4 separate regions of the Sus scrofa genome follow, and all the other regions are linked to region 1. The links are chromatin contacts, called in public HiChIP or PLAC-seq maps. All regions are on one chromosome and are shown on one strand. The core of a region is the stretch at or near the end of the contact, and the rest is flanking DNA. Distances in the headings are between cores, read along the strand shown.

Region 1 (2,578 bases), core at 37-2,536:
AATGTGATTTTTTTCAAAGTATTAAATCATTTTGTCCATTTTCATAGCAAAAGCATCTCTTTAACCCATATGCCCATTTAAAACTGTTTTAATTATTCTCCTTAAATGCCAAGAGAAATTTATTTTTTTGCTTTTTTTTTTTTTAGGGCTACACCCATGGCATATAGAAGTTCCCAGGCTAGGGGTGGAACCAGAGCTACAGCTGCAAGTCTACACCACAGCCATAGCAACACCAGACCAGGGCCACATCTGTAACCTACAACATAGCTCACAGCGAGGCTAGGGATGGAATCCACATCTTCATGGATACTAGTTGGTTCATTAGCACTGAGTGAGACCAGAGATGGAACCCACATCCTCATGGATACTAGTTGGTCCATTAGCACTGAGCCACAATGGGAACTTTCAAGAGTAATTATTTAACTTAAATAAACAGTGGAATATTGACCCATAATTTTTTTTCTCACAGTAGGCCATTCTTAAAAGGAGAGTAAAGTGATTTGGGTTTCACACCTTTTAGGATTCTTTAGAGACCTTGAAAAGAAAAAGGAAACCAGCATATATGCTCCTCCACCAATCCTCTTCTTTACCTTCTTTGTTGGAAAAGGGGGTGAAAAGGAGCTGCCAGGCATCAATTCAAGATGCTCTCTGGCTCAGGAACAGGGCTGGGGGAATTACAGCCACCAAAAGAAGGTCCAGGGTGCCACCAACATGATTTCCCCAGACTTCCTGACCAAGAACCCTATAAAGTTCCATCTTCTCACAACCTGTTTTGTTTATTTCTATTTGCGGTTTTGGCTTCACCTAACAGAGTACGGAAACCACATAATATTTACGTACAGTTGCCAACTGTAGCCTCATCTTTATCTTAACTGTTTCTTCAACAAAAGAAAAACAATAAAAAAATGATACTCTTCCTGTTAAGCTCAATTATGAGCATAACAGTTGATTATCTCACTTTCAGTATGACCAGTTAGGGTCTAAATATTATTTTATGAATGGCAGCAACCATCATATGGAAAGCATGGCTGTCCTAAAGAACAGATTTAGAAGTCAGGGATACAATGCAGAGAGTGCTAACCCAAATGCCTGTAGGAGGCCAGCAAGTAACTAACTGAAAGAGTGAGATAAACTGAGGGAAGACAACAGGAAGACAAAGCACTGAGAGGAACTAGAGTGTACCGCTCACTAAGGTAAACAAGAGGCTTTTTGCCTAGAAGTCAAAAGTCAGGTGAACAGAGAAGCTCCAAGTTCATCTGGGTGCTTCCAGAACAATGATTCGTTCTTCTGCTGGAAGGGGCCACACCCAGAAACCACAGTGAAGCAAGCAAGCACTAAGGGAATGTACTCCAAAGACCAGTACAAATATTCAAAACCTTTCCATGTCTAGCCTCAAAGAGGAGTGTGTCACCAGGAAGGGATGGATCCCAGGAAATATTCTGGGACAAGAGTATTTTGATACTGCTCAGATTGTATACCACAATAGTGACTGCCTACACAGCTTGTCCTAAGGCCCAACTCGAAAGACAGTTCAACTTGCCTTTTCTCAGGGAAGACACCAACTACAAAAAAAAAAAAAAAAAAAAAAGTAACTTAATTCCGGAAACAGAAGGATTTCCAGAAAAAAAAATTAATTTTACACAAATTTCTCTGATTCTGGAAAGGCTCACCTGGAAAAGGTTTCACATATTCACATTGTGTAAATGCCTTGGTCTTCATTATTTATAACACATTGAGTGAATAACAAATCTCAGCTCCATTTCTGCTACGTTTACCCAGCCATCCTACCCCTGATCACTTAGGCAGTTATTGAAAGGGAATGATCCAATCAGACCTTTCCTTTCTCATATTATTAAGAATTGTGTCATCATTGCATAAGGCCTGAAGTTGCAAAAACTGTTATTTCAAAAGTGATGACTGAGCTCCTTCTATGCACCAGGGCTTACACACTGGACAAACAAGGAATGGCAAAGCAAAGTTCTTGTTCTTTATGAATCCCAGTCTAAGTATGTGTCAATCATATACAGAATTAGCCAAATGACCATGTAAGAAAAAACATTATGAATAAAATGCTGTAATATTGGCATGGACATCCCTAATTCTGCCTGGGAGGTAGAGAATGGGGACATTTGAGCTAGCCTTTAAACGACTGTGAAATATAGGAAGGGTGGTTCCAGAACATGACACCATGTATAGAATTTCATATTCATAAAATTCAATATCTGGTACTAAGTGATTACTAAGTAAATTTTTTTCATTTATTTTGTTTTCATCTTAGGTTTTCTTTTTGTTGTATTTCAGCTTTATTTTTATGAAGAGTATCTGAAAAATTTATGAATTCTCTCTACTAAGTCCGGTATTGCCCTTGAGTTTAGTTGGGGTAGAATTATAAATGTTTCTCATCTCTTTCCCTAGCTACCGACTTTAAATAGGATCCCATAAAGTGACACATGACATTTAATAACAAACTCAATGCATAAAACTGCTGAAGTGTTTGAAAAATATAAAAGCTTTATGACAATACATATCAAATGATACAGAATATGAAAAGTCTTGGAACATTATCGGGATTGGCTAG
Region 2 (2,578 bases), core at 50-2,549, 390 kb after region 1:
CCCAGGATTTCATATTCAAATCAGGATCAGAAGACTAGGATACATGTTAAGTGTGAAATAATAATTATTGTGTTGTCTCTATACTCACTACTCTCATCCTTATAGATTCTCCTATCCTTCTCATTCATTAATATGGAGAAAAGGTTAGGCTTTTCATGTGTTGTAGTGATCTAGAAAAGATAAAAGCTTTATGAGAAACCGGAAGAGGGTAAAGGGAAGTAAAATTTTTCTTTTGTCTTCCAAATGACATTTTCACATAGTTTTAAACACAGTCCAAATAAGGTCTGCAAACTACTTTTGGTTGCTAAATTTAAGTCTCTTGCATTTACTCATAGAAAAAAAAAATTTGGTTGTTTCCTTGCTTTCTTGCATGGCAAGATGTTCCAGGTTTCCTGCTTCAACCTTTATGTTGGACTTGTCTCCAAAGCATCATTTAAATTGATTGTTGCCTCCCTGCATGTTGATACCATCATAGTTAACATAATTAGTGTTGTTTTTTTTCTTTAAAAGGAAATTTATCCAGTAGCCAAGCTAGAGAGAGTTAGTTAACTCTCTAGCTTGGCTACTGGATAAAGATCGGGGAAAAGGCTTTTGTTAGCCTTTGTCTACAGCTGCCATCAACACTTTTGGCTTAATTGTGAGAGTATGGGAAGGAATATAGGCTGTAACTTTAGGTTTCTATATTGGAATGGGCTTCATCGTCAGGCTAAAGAATTTTGGACTTTGCTAAGGGCATGCCTCAAAATAGAAGTTTAGTTGCCTAGGCTAGAAGAAACTAGCTTGAGGGTGGGTTTTTGTTTGTTTGTTTTTTATTCTTTAACCTTTATTGTTTAATAATGGAGTAGTCTAGCTGCTGAGGAGATGCAAGAGGATGGATGCTCTTTTTAAAGTACCTTCAAATCTCTTGTCCTTGTAAGCTCTGAAAAGGTGCAGCATGCTTGTTCTCTCTAAGGTGGAGTTCTGCATTAAGCCACATACCACTAAGTTTTATAGTTGATTGTATGGGATTTATGAAAGCTAAGTGTTATGGGTTGAATTATGTCCCCCCCAAAGATAGGTTGAAGCTGTTATATATCTGGTACTTGTGGATGTGACCTTATTTGGAAAAAAGGCTTTTGCAAATGTAGTTAAGATGAGATCATTAGGGTGTGGCCCTTCTTCCACTATGACTGACCTCCTTATAAAAAGAGGGAAATTTGAACATGGGTGTACACAAAGAGGAGAATGGTATGTGAAGACAGAGAAGCAGCGGGAAGTTGGAGGCAGAGATTGGATTGCTGCCAGTAAGGATTGTCTGGGGCTACTGCCCCAAAGAGGAAGGGACAAGCAAGGAAGGATCTTCTTCTAGAGGCACTGGAGAGTGCATGGCCTTGCCTGTGGCTAGATTTCAGACTTCTAGGCTCTACAACTAAGACAATAAGTTTCTGTTGTTTTAAGCTACCTCGTTTGTGGCACTTTGTCATGGCTGCCTTAGCAAACTGATAGAGAAGGACACATAGTTTTTGAAATATTTTGTGTGTGATCTGAAGAGCTATTTCTCCTAAGTCATCACATTTTGCACATATTATCAGAATACTTTGAGTTGGGTAAGTAAGGGCTTCCCAGAGTTTTCCATGCATTGTATTCATCTTGAACTCTTTGAAAAATATTGCTGTCTGGCTTCCACCTCCAGAGATTCTAGTTTAATTAGTACAGGATGCAACATGGACATCAGACTTTTTAAGTTTCCCAAATGATTTAATGTGCCGCAGATTTTGAAGAATCAAGGGGCTAAATCTTCTAAGCTTAGTCAGATATTCGCCCAGCTCCCTCTAAACATGACATTTTGTGTTCATTTGGGTTTTTTTAGTCTCTAGGTAATACACTCTCTTTTTCCCCTACCAATTTTTTTTTGTACCTTGGCCTATAGCGATTTTGATTTTGATTTTGTAGTTGATTCATTTATGTATTTTACTCAACTGGCTAGGCATCTCATTGTATTCATCTTCATATATAATGAATTATTTTAAAATTTTTTCTTGGATATCTGTCTGTATTAAAATACCAAATATATTTGGGAGTTCCCTTCATGGCTTAGTGGTTAACAGACTCGACTAGGATCCATGAGGATGCAGGTTCGATCCCTGGCCTTGCTCGATGTGTTAAAGATCCAGCATTGCCAGGAGCTGTGTTGTAGATCACAGACTCTGCTCAGATCTGGTGTGGCTGTGGCTGTGGAATAGGCCAGCAGCTGCAACTCCAATTTGACCCTTCTCCTGTGAACCTCTGTATATCACAGGTGCAGCCCTAAAAGAAGGCCCCCCCAAAAAAACAAAAAACAAAAAAAACCCCACAAATCAATGCTTGGGACCAGTGGGTTACTTTGTTCTCTTGTAGATGGTACTTGATGTTACTCAAATTTGAGAAACACTGATAGACTATAATACTTTATATATTTATATAATACTTTATATGTTATAGTTAATATATATGCATTTTTAAGTTCCTTGAAGTTCCATTAAGTTCCATTATTATTCATTAACATTTTGTTCTATCAGATTGTTCAGCCTGTCATCCCTGGCTTTAAGGGATGAAATGT
Region 3 (2,578 bases), core at 54-2,553, 310 kb after region 1:
TAACTTGTAAGAATAACAAAAATAATACACCCTCTGAAAATAAGTAAAATATGAAATGCATAAATTGGTTAAAAAACAGTGTAACTATATAAATATGTCCTCACAATTTGTTACATCTTATTGATTCTTCAGTATAGGCATTACACCATTCTAGGTGATGTGATAAACAAGACATTATAGACCTTACATTGTACCATGGAGAGAATTGTAGAACTGTATTATTTAATTGTACAGTTGCATTCTTTAACTATAATTGTCATAAATTCTTTGATGGAGAGGAAATCAGAATCAGATGTAAGAAGACTTCAGCATTCCAAGAATGATGTCAAATGACCCCCTTCATGGTGGATTATGCACTTATTTACTATGAGATATATTTCTTCTTCAGAGATTCCTTGTTTGTGATACAACTGTATTTTTGGTTTGCAGTTATTCTGAAGTTTTGATGTGAGTCTATGTGTATATGAGATTGTTTTAAGTTGTTGGTCTCTTAATTGCAAGTGCATCTCCAGTGTCCTGCATTTGTACCCACCTCTTCTCATGATTTCTGATTTGGTGGTGTAATTGTGCATGGATGATTTCCGATCTTTACTGTGTCTATACCTTTACTGGTGAGCCTTGTCATTTGTGGAAAGTCTGTGTGGGCCTTTTAAGAATGGGGTCTCCGTTTCCCCGAGTCCTGTGGAGCTCTTGCGCACAAGCCCCGCTGGCCTTCAATGCCAGATGCTCCAGGGGCTCTTTCTCCCAGTGCCGGATCCCCGCACATGAGGGTTTGATGTGGGGCTCAGAACTCTCATTCTTGTGGGTGAGTCTCTGAGAACCAGTTAGTTTTCAGTCTGTGGAGCTTCCCACCCAGGAGATATGGGGTTGTTTATATGGTGAAATCACCCTCCTACCTGTGGATGTGGCCTCCTCTTTTTCTTCTGGAGTAGGGCATCTTTTTTAAGGTTTCTGGTCCATTTGGGTGGCGATTGCTCAGTCTTTAGTTGTGAATTTTGTTGTTTTTAGGAGAGAAGTTGAGCTCTAGTCCTTCTATTCTGCCATCTTAATCCTGTCTCTATCTTATTTTTCTATAGCTTAGTTTTGGATGTGAGGAGAGAGATCCTCTTAGTGGTCTCAGTAGTTTAAATGTGGCACACAGGATAGCTGTTCCTGTTTCTTGACTTATATTGAGTGTGTGTAGAAGAATGATACTTTTTTAGTATTATTGCAGAGAAGTTAGGTTAGTTTTCTGGGTTTATCTAACCTTAAGGTTGTTAATGGTTGTCCAATGTTGCTGCAGATGATTTCCTAATCACAGCCACGCCCAGGCCATTTGGTTTCTTAGTACCTCTTAGTTATTGCTTCTGAACTGTTTCCTAGAAGCAACACCATAGCAACACAGGATTTTCATTTAATATACGATATGGAATTTAGGAATGTACTATTGCCAGAGTTGTGACCTTGTTCTGAAGTCTTATATTTGAACTGGAATTTGCAACAGGTTTTTCTTTAGAAATAATGTTATAAAAGTGTTTGGTTCTCCAAGGGTAAATGTTACTAGCTTCTTGGTAAGATAGGTATTTTACTGAAAACTACCATGGTGGGAATTTAAAGTATACAAGAAAGATAGGTTGGGGTATTGAGACTGTGAGCCAGCTAAAACAAAATACCTGCTAAAGATAATTATGACTTTTAAAATAAACTCTTGAGGTGTATTTTAGATAGAATAAAAGGTACCCATTTGAATGTATAATTCACTGACAAATAAGTATACTTGTATAACCATCATAATTCAGGCTATGGCTCATGTTCATTACAGAAAAATTTCTCTTGTTCCTACTCTTCAGTCTACTTTCTAATACCACAGATTATTTTGCTTCTTTTAAAATTTTATATAAATGGAATTCCATTCTGTTTTATGGTTGGCAGAGTAAAGATGCCTCAAAGATGTCCATATTTTAATCTGCATATAAAATCTCTGTATTTTATTTTACATAACAAAAGGGATTTTGCAGATATGATTACATTAAGGGCCTTGAGAAGAGGAAGTTTAACCTGTATTTTACAGGTGAGTAAAATCTAATTACTTGAGTCTTTAAAGACTGTAATCTGAGAGATGATTACTGAAGAATCGTCACAGAGATACAATTTAAACAAAGCAGGCTTTGGAGATTGAGGAAGGGGGTCTTGAGCGAAGGAATGTGGGCTGCCTCTAGAAGCTGGAAAGGTCAAAGAAATGATCTCCTCCTCTAAACTTCCATTGAAGAATCTGGCCCTTCTCTTACATCTTAATTTTAACCCATGACACCTGTGTCAGTCTTGTTACTTAAAGAACTATAAGGTAATACGTTTGTGTTGTTTTAAGCTACCAAATTTGTAGTAATTTTTTATAGTAGCTGGTAGAAAGTAACACATATACTGTTTTCTTTTTTTTTATTTTCTTTTTGTCTTTTGTCTTTTTAGGGCTGCACCCACGGCATATGGCGGTTCCCAGGCTAGGGGTCGAATTGGAGCTGCAGCTGCCTGCCTGTGCCACAGCAATGCCAGATCCAAGTCATGTCTTCAGCCTACACCACAGCTCATGGCAGTGCCGGAT
Region 4 (2,578 bases), core at 22-2,521, 260 kb after region 1:
TAGTTGTAGCTCCGATTGGATCCCTAGCCTGGAAACCTCCATATGCTGTGGGTGTGGCCCTAAAAAGCAAAAAATAAATAAATAAATAAGTAAATAAAATAAAACAAGATCCATCTTTGAAATTGGAATATCTACTAAACTTCCAGTAGGGAGAATTCATTCCTTGAGTGAAGATTTACCATTATCAGTCCTTCTATATTGAAAATCTTTCTCCTAAACTGTCAGGAACATAGATAAATCAGCACTTTAAAAACAACAGTTTAATGACAGAATATGTAAAAAAAAAAAAAAAAAAAGATTTATCTTAGCATGCTAAGAGAAGTTATGTTTAAAAAACTGGATCAATTCTTTAATGTTGAAAATAACATAGTTATGCAACATGTTTGTGTGTGTGTGTGTTGGCTGCACCTGAGGCATGTGGAAATTCCTGGGCCAGGGATTGAACCCATGCCACAGCAGTAACCCAAGCTACTGCAGAGACAACGCTGAATCTTTAACCCATTGCACCACAAGAGAACTCCTTTTGCAGTATGTTTAGAAAGCTAAAATGTTAAAATGTGGATAAAACTATAAGAATTTTATTCTAGGATTTCGCATTGTGGCTCAGCAGGTTAAGAACCCAACATAGTGTTCGTGAGGATACAGGTTCCATCCCTGGCCTCACTCAGTGGGTTAAAGATCTGGGTTCTCTGCAAGCTGTGGCATAGGTCCCAGATGTAGCTTAGAGCCAGTGTTGCCATGGCTGTGGTGTAGGCCAGCAGCTGCAGCTCCAATTTGACCCCTAGCCTGGGAACTTCTACATGCCGGAGGTATGGTTTTAAAAAGAAAAATAAATGAATAAGAGTTTTACTCTAAACATTTAATGAATTATATAATAGACTAAATGGTTGACTAAATAAAACTGAAGATTGACCAACTATATATTGATCAAACTTGGCACATACATGTATTTTTTTAATGTGAGTGAAACAAGCTAAACATTTTCTTCTCTTTAGCAGTTAATCCTTGACTGAAGTATTGGAAAATTAAATTTACAGTCTTATTGTTTACCTTTGGAAATTCAACTTGAAAGGAAGAAAGAAAGAAAGAGAAAAGAAAAGAAAGAAAAGAAAAAAAAGGGGCCACCAGATGTGAGAAGTCTAGAAATTATGTTTTCAGAGGTTCACTGACTCTGCTTAAGAGGATAGTAACAAGAAGTAGGTTCAGCCAAATAACTGCACTGAAGTGAAAGAGCCACATAACTAACCACACCCTATTTCCTGTATATTCCTGGAAGGGAAATATACAATAAACTCGAAGCGGAGATTACATTATAACACTTTCAGTGTACACAACATCAGCTTTCCTGAAAGTTGAGGGAAAGTTGTTCATGCTTTTCTTTCAGTGGCCAGGAAGGACTATGTTTAGAAGTAAGTGATAAAATTTGGTCCACTCACATCTCTCTATATGCAGAGAAATTAAAGAAAATCATAAAACCTATTTAATCAGTTATTTGCTTCATATGGAGGCATACATGTATAGAATTTTCAAAATCCCTGCATTGTTAGGTAGTGCCTGGCATAAGTGGCAAAACTGAGGGGTTAGCATCCAGTGTGCTCCTCTAAGCCATACCCTGGGCCCTTGGCCTGTGGTAGGTCCCAGTGGAGGAGGGTGTATTTAACATTAGTTGGTCCACTTAGAGGAGATACAAAGATCTGTTTTGCTGGCTGAAGCCCTCATGGCCCTGGTCTCATGAGTAATGATGAATGAAGTAACTCAGAAAGAGTCTTTCTTAGGGAGACATAAGCATGATTATATAAATTGGCCCTCCTGAGCTCTGTGCATTCACACAGCACAAATCTAAGGCTGTGGAGGAATGGGCCACATGGTTCCCTCCTTTGCTGGAGGGAATGGGGTGGACATATTCCTGTGCAAATCATTCATTTCTCAGCCAGAAAGTGTTTATATGAGTGGACTGGCCTTTAAAGAATATCACCTTATTCGTCTGCTGAAAATCATAGCCCCAGGGGCCAACACTATTTTATGGCTCTAAGGGGACAAATACTCAGTAATTTGCTCTCTTCCGACTTTCTTATAGTCCGTCCCCCGCCCCCAACCCTAACTATTTCTTGACCTAGAATCCCAGGGCGTTACAAATTGAAGAATCCTTTGAGACCAAACCCAGCAGCTTCCTGCTTTCTACATGATAGAACTGAGGCCAGTTTGTGCTTTCTGCCCCACTTAATTCTTCTGATACCTCTTCATATTTTACATCATTCACCGCTCTTGGAAAATATGAGCCAGAAAAAATTGTTCACTGAAAATCTTGCTCTGCCTAGTCTCAAACCAAAACCAAGGAGTGTGAGAAGAGAAAGAAATCTATATGGTTTGAAAACTTAAAGTACTGCTAATTCATTATATTATTTGTATGCCATACAAACCTTTTCTTTCATTAGTTAAAATTTTCTTTAAGAGTGGGGGCTGTGTCTTTGAAATTCTCTTTTAGTATAAATGGACTCTCACACAGTATTATGAATGCTCAGAAGTTTAATAAATATTATTTGTTGATGATAAGCTGCTCTATCCCTTGGCCCCCTAG

The links. HiChIP or PLAC-seq counts read pairs in DNA pulled down with a chosen protein or histone mark.
Region 2: an H3K27ac HiChIP or PLAC-seq map of alveolar macrophages shows a contact between it and region 1. The contact joins two enhancer-like sites. A contact is called at or near these places in 1 of 47 Hi-C or Micro-C datasets (embryonic fibroblasts) and 1 of 2 datasets of contacts at active chromatin or transcription factors (alveolar macrophages).
Region 3: an H3K27ac HiChIP or PLAC-seq map of alveolar macrophages shows a contact between it and region 1. The contact joins two enhancer-like sites. A contact is called at or near these places in 1 of 47 Hi-C or Micro-C datasets (embryonic fibroblasts) and 1 of 2 datasets of contacts at active chromatin or transcription factors (alveolar macrophages).
Region 4: an H3K27ac HiChIP or PLAC-seq map of alveolar macrophages shows a contact between it and region 1. The contact joins two enhancer-like sites. A contact is called at or near these places in 1 of 47 Hi-C or Micro-C datasets (liver) and 1 of 2 datasets of contacts at active chromatin or transcription factors (alveolar macrophages).

Annotation. Positions count from the first base shown.
Region 1 is chr13:115,765,604-115,768,181 of Sscrofa11.1, reverse strand. The region is part of intron 1 of LOC106505748 (a long non-coding RNA gene); the gene reads right to left. Among named protein-coding and RNA genes, the nearest start is that of TBL1XR1, 280 kb to the right of the region's middle. Within about 2 kb of position 1,286, at least 13 of the 83 cell types and tissues checked have an H3K27ac peak or open chromatin away from gene starts, as enhancers often do. A contact at or near this core is called in alveolar macrophages, where this site is marked.
Region 2 is chr13:115,375,117-115,377,694 of Sscrofa11.1, reverse strand. The region is part of intron 2 of TBL1XR1 (F-box-like/WD repeat-containing protein TBL1XR1); the gene reads left to right. Among named protein-coding and RNA genes, the nearest start is that of TBL1XR1, 110 kb to the left of the region's middle. Within about 2 kb of position 1,299, at least 6 of the 83 cell types and tissues checked have an H3K27ac peak or open chromatin away from gene starts, as enhancers often do. A contact at or near this core is called in alveolar macrophages, where this site is marked.
Region 3 is chr13:115,459,081-115,461,658 of Sscrofa11.1, reverse strand. The region is part of intron 1 of TBL1XR1 (F-box-like/WD repeat-containing protein TBL1XR1); the gene reads left to right. Among named protein-coding and RNA genes, the nearest start is that of TBL1XR1, 28 kb to the left of the region's middle. Within about 2 kb of position 1,303, at least 2 of the 83 cell types and tissues checked have an H3K27ac peak or open chromatin away from gene starts, as enhancers often do. A contact at or near this core is called in alveolar macrophages, where this site is marked.
Region 4 is chr13:115,504,099-115,506,676 of Sscrofa11.1, reverse strand. The region is part of intron 1 of LOC106505748 (a long non-coding RNA gene); the gene reads right to left. Among named protein-coding and RNA genes, the nearest start is that of TBL1XR1, 17 kb to the right of the region's middle. Within about 2 kb of position 1,271, at least 7 of the 83 cell types and tissues checked have an H3K27ac peak or open chromatin away from gene starts, as enhancers often do. A contact at or near this core is called in alveolar macrophages, where this site is marked.